2 separate regions of the Pan troglodytes genome follow, and region 2 is linked to region 1. A link is a contact called in public Hi-C data. All regions are on one chromosome and are shown on one strand. The core of a region is the stretch at or near the end of the contact, and the rest is flanking DNA. Distances in the headings are between cores, read along the strand shown.

The links. A called contact is a pair of places that touch in the nucleus more often than the background predicts.
Region 2: a contact with region 1 is called in a Hi-C map of induced pluripotent stem cells, with 1.9 times the contacts expected there. The contact joins the enhancer-like site here to the promoter of LIN7C in region 1. A contact is called at or near these places in 2 of 7 Hi-C or Micro-C datasets (induced pluripotent stem cells and stem cell-derived neural progenitor cells) and 1 of 1 datasets of contacts at active chromatin or transcription factors (stem cell-derived excitatory neurons).

What each region holds. Positions count from the first base shown.
Region 1 is chr9:31,508,921-31,511,551 of NHGRI_mPanTro3-v2.0_pri, forward strand. It overlaps LIN7C (lin-7 homolog C, crumbs cell polarity complex component), which reads right to left and starts at 1,322. Exons shown (of 5, transcript XM_054661271.2): 1 at 1,237-1,322. The coding sequence starts at 1,273. LOC104008451 (a long non-coding RNA gene) reads left to right here and starts at 1,342. Exons shown (of 7, transcript XR_008537824.2): 1 at 1,342-1,419.
Region 2 is chr9:31,704,622-31,707,252 of NHGRI_mPanTro3-v2.0_pri, forward strand. No RefSeq gene overlaps it. Among named protein-coding and RNA genes, the nearest start is that of BDNF, 45 kb to the left of the region's middle. Within about 2 kb of position 1,335, at least 5 of the 24 cell types and tissues checked have an H3K27ac peak or open chromatin away from gene starts, as enhancers often do. A contact at or near this core is called in induced pluripotent stem cells and stem cell-derived neural progenitor cells, where this site is marked.

The DNA.
Region 1 (2,631 bases), core at 72-2,571:
AGACTTAGGCCTAACTCGGCAAGTCTTCCCAGAGTAGCTAGTCCTCTAAAATGATGCTTTAATAGGCTTAACGGAAAGAATCTCATTTACAGTGAGGCTTCCAAATGGTGAACACGGTAAAGAGCAAATCAGCAACATTAAGTGCACATTTGTTTGTGGGAAGGCATTAGGAAAGAGGTTTTTCTAAGTACAGTAATTCTAAAAATGTGTTTTCTTAGGGAACAATAGTAATATTTAGACTAATTGCAAATGTTAATATGTGCAATATAATTTCAGTCTCTATCCTACATATACATTTTTTTTTTTACCACCAGTACTCAAAATGTTTATTTGTACTTCTCAATTCCTATCAATGATTTCTAATGCTGGTGTATGAAAAGCATGCTTGAAATTGTTTGAAATAAAGGACTTAGGGACAGAGTGGAATGCTGGAAATCTGTAAAAGGACTGGAAACGCTGGAATGCTGGAAATCATGGTAGGCGCATAGCCAGTTATTTTCGTAGGCTTCTCTAATTACTCAGCAGAGGTGGTTTTATTTTCCTTGACAGTCTGCTCTAGGAAGCAATCAGCCAACCAGTTTGCAATTGTAGGGTTTGTAAGAAATGAAAAACACTGCACCTGCAAGTGTTTTAGCATCTACCACTATTCGGCTTACTTACGTAACCTCCTTCCCAAGACCAAGTCAGTAGGATTGTTTTTAAAGCAACCTCTCCATTTCTAGGAGGGGCACAAAAGCTAGCAAATACCCCAACCCGAATACAAGCGAGGTTGTGGAGAAAGTAATGAAGGAGTTTGTGTGCAAACAACGGGGAAAGGAGGTTCTGTTGAATTGTACCGTGTGTCCGTTCTCGTGCTGTACAGGCAATGAGTGTAGTCTGTGCGAACCGGGTGTGTGACGTTTGCTTTTCGGGTGTACGGGTCTCCGAATGCTGCTTCTGCTGTGCTCACCAAGGGAGCGCGTGTGCGGCGTGTGTCTGCGAAGCGGGCAGGTTGTGTTTAGTTGTGCTGTGCCTTGGAACAGTCCGTGTGAACAGAGGAGGGCTTACGGTTAACAGACAAAATACCGTAAGCGCCCTTCCTAGAGCCAGGCACAGAGACAACGGCGGCCTCTGGCGCCGGCACAAGGGACAGCCTGGCTCCGGATCTCAGAGCCTGGGTCACTCCTCCTCCCCTCCAGAGACACAGCACTCCCCCAACCCTTCCGCCCACCTCCGCCGAGCCTCGGCTGCACTCACCTCTCTCCAGCCGCACGGGTTCCCCTAGCGCCGCCATCTTCTCCCGTAACCTACAGACCCACAGGAAATGACGACAGAAGGGCTGAGGTGGAGGGGCGGGGCCTAGGGGAAGCCGGAAAAGTGAGTACCGGCTAGTATCGCGAGATCAGGAAGGTGGCCGAGTGTTTCGCCGCGGCCATCAGGGTAAGGGTACCTGGACTTACGGCTTTTTAGGTCGGCCTGGCTCCGCTCCTTCCGCGGTGACGAGGTCCCCCGGCCTCCTAGGGTTGGGAAGAGCTGCTTTCCTGACTCTCGTTCCCTGCCTCAGGCTTCCCTTATCCCGATCGCTTCGAACCCTTGGCTCCGCGTAGAGGGGTCAAGCCTGGATTCTAGTCCCACCTTGCCCATTAGCAGCTCTGTGACCTGGGACTGTTCACTTACCCTCTCCCAGCCTCAGTTTCCGCATCTGTACAACGAGAGGTCCTATCTCTTAGGTCCTTACAATTTTTAAACTCTGGGATTCGGTGGCAATTAAATGTGTAATGGCATGTTGTCAGTTCTCAATTTGTGACAGCATTGCTTTAAATTTAAAAATCCACGGCTTGAATCTTCCCTCCAAATCTGTTAAGGGGTGGAAAGTACAAACAGCATGAAACATATCTGGGTGAGGGAGAGAACAAGGTGCTTTGGTGCTCCACAAAGTAACAATTTTATAAGCAGCTGATTCTTATAAAATCTTAAGTAAATGAAATATTGTGAAGCAAATAATATTCTTAATGCATTACAGATTTTTGAGCCACTTCTGAAATTTTCGCGAACCAAGAAGAATTTTAGTATTTGGATTTGAATAACATTTATCCAAGCCCTTAGTCTGTACTGATACTGTGGTAGGTGTGTTTACATCCAGCATTTCAACACTTCATGATGGGACTGTTTTAATAACCTGTTTGCCCCTGGTCCACCCTTTCCATTCACCTTTAGTATTTTCTTCTCCAAATCCATCATGGATGCCACCACTATGCTCCTTTTTCTCCCCTTGAATTGTGATTTCATCATCACAAGTTCTGTTCAGAAACTTTCAATGGTTTCTCTCCTGTTTCCTATTTCTAAAGCCTTGCATACTCTGACCCTAACTCATCCAACTAACTTCATTTCTCATTACCTCTAAGTGCAACCACCACTTCAGTCCAGATAGTATAGTTTCAACCATATTTATTCCTGATTCCAAGTCTTTTTGTTTGTTTTAGAGACAGAGTTTCTCTCTGTTGTCCAGACTGGAGTGCAGTGGTGCAATCACAGCTCAAGAGAGCCTCCTGTCTCAGCCTTGCCAGTAGCGAGGACTACAGGCAAGCACCACCATGCCTGGCAAATTTTTAAATTTTTAGTAGAGATGGGGGTCTTGCTATGTTGCCCAGG
Region 2 (2,631 bases), core at 85-2,584, 200 kb after region 1:
GCAGCTCCGGGGAAGGGATGCCGGCTGAAGGCGCAAGCTTCCCTCCCACTCCCCCCGCAAGTCGGCGCGGGGACCACCCACCCCCCTGGAAGGATTCCTAGCCTAGCCCCAGCACCCTCCCCTCAGTCAGGACCCGCGACAGCTCTGGCCCCCTAAGTCTCTCTCGACTACTCCTGGGCTGGGGGAGGGCTGCGAGGGATCCCCGGGTCGCCGTCTTTGCTCCCATCACGCAGCTCTGGGTCTCCTCCAGGCCTTCTCTCCTCTACTTCGTGACTTCCCCGGGTCCCTTTTTCCCTGTTGGTGCCGGCTGACCTTCTGGGTTGTGGGATGGGGGAGAAAACTCCCCAAGAGTAACTCCAAATCGTCCCTTCTACCGGAGGGGAGGAAAGAAGGAGACTGGCCTCGTCCCACAACTTTGGGGTGGGGGATCCCCCAGTCAACTCTCTCCCGCGGACGGGCAGCTCCTGCACCAAGCCCCATTCCCGGCGCTTGCCTACCTCGGGGTCCACACAAACCTCAAGGGTCCCCGGCGGCGGAGTCACATCGTGGTTCCCATTCTGGCTCCAGCGCCCAGCCCCGGTCCCCGTCGCCGTGCTCCTCCCCGCCGGCCCCACAGCAGCCGTGGCAGCTGCATTCAAGTGTCTCATTAAAGCCCCCCGAGCAGGAGGTGGAGGGGCGCACCGGGCTGGCTCCTCTGTCCGGCCCGGGAGCCCGAGGCGCTACGGGGTGCGCGGGACAGCGAGCGGGCGGGTGCGCCCGGGCGCGGCGGCGGCAGCGGCGGGGACCCGGAGCTCCAGGCTGCGCCTTGCGCCCGGGTCAGACATTATTTAGCTCTTCGGTTGAGCTTCGATTGGTCAAACGGCGCCGCCCCCCCGCCCCCCGCTCGCCCGCGCTACCGGTACCCGTTCGGGGCGGCCGCTTAAAGGGAACGCCGCGTCTTTTCCTCGCGCGGGGAACCGAGGGGCGCCCGGGACTCCCCGCTCCCCCGGGGCCTGTCCTCACCTCCTCCCCTAGGGCCCCGCGACATCGCCCTGCGAGTCCTGCGCCCTCCTGGGGCGCCTTGGACAGGACGCCCGCGGCTTCGAGGGGTGTTCCAGCCCCAGCCTCAGCCCCGGGGAACCCCGCGTCCCGCGCCCTCTGCAGAAACCCCGGCTGTGGGCGCTGGGGCGGGAGGGAGCGAGTGAGAATCGCATGCCCCGAGGTCTCGCTCCCCTAGCTTTCAACTCTCCCCTTCCTCCCCATCCCAGCACCCAAGTTCTCTGGGAGAGGGCGTGCGTTTCCCGGGCCACAGACACACCTTCCCGCACCTTCCTGCACTACGGAGCTTGCGAACGCGAGCACACAATGAAATCGCACAGAGCATGGGGGCTATTGGTTTACTCTGCTGCCTTAAACACGCCGGCTTAAACAGAGTTCGCGCACTGACCTCTCTAGAGTTTGCCTAATAGGAATTCAATCAAGATAATAACAGCATTTTTTATTGATGAACGCCCCCAGATAACGTTACACCAAGTTACTTGTTCCAGCCAGGAAGCCCAGGCAATGACAGACCTCGCTAAAGCCACACGCTTTCTAGCCGACCAAACAGAAAAACGGAAAGAGAAAGAAAGAAAACAAACCCACCTTTTCAGTCACTACTTGTCAAAGTAACCATCAAGGCAGCTGCTCCGGGAAAGACTTCGGCCCCAAAACTCCCACACTCTATTATTTTTTCACGTTCCCTTCGCTTAATTAAAGGGGGGAGGGGGCGCGAGTCTTTGGTGCCCGGTATGTACTCCTTCTGTTCTGCAGCAAAGAAGTTAAATTATTGATAGTGGAAATTGCATGGCGGAGGTAATACTCGCACCCCATCAGCGAGAAGCTCCATTTGATCTCGGCAGAGGCAGGGAGATTTCATGCTAGTTCGCCGGGGGGAGCGGCAGCGAGAGCAGCCCTCTCCGCGGTGAATGGGAAAGTGGGTGGGAGTCCACGAGAGGGCTCCACGGTGCCTTGACGTGCGCTGTCATATGATACCTCCGCTGCCTCGAAATAGACACTCTAGTGCACGAATTACCAGAATCAAAATTCAGCGCATTTAAAATGATACATCTTTTATTAGAAGAGTTCCGTTCCAGGGCATTGCATGCTTTTGCAGATGTTTTCACTTCCAGCCCCAGCAAACACACGTATAAGCTAACCCTTTTAATAACGAACCAGGGCAGCCAAGATAAATAAAAAGTCTTCTGCTTTAACCAGAGTGGGGGTAGGTGATTCGAGGGTGGGGGCAGAACTGGCTCAGTTAATCCTCCCCCGCCCTCCACCCCCACCACTTCCCGCAGCAAAAGAGCAAATAGCCTTTCGGGTTCTCATTTGCCTGTAGCCAAGACCCTTGAAGAGAACTTATATGGCTAAGGTCCAGAGGACATTTTCAATTATCCATTTGATGAACTCTGTCAACCGTCTACCTGTGTTTCTGCTTTAAAGCTGAATTTTCTTCTCATTAGTTCAACCAATTTGTGCAGACCTTAAAATTTAGAATAAAGAATAAGACAGCAGTACCGTACTTAACTTGGAGTCCCTGGACCTCCTCGGAGCATAAAAATCACCTGGGTGAGTGTTAAAATGAAGGTCCCTCCTCCTGAAATTGTGATT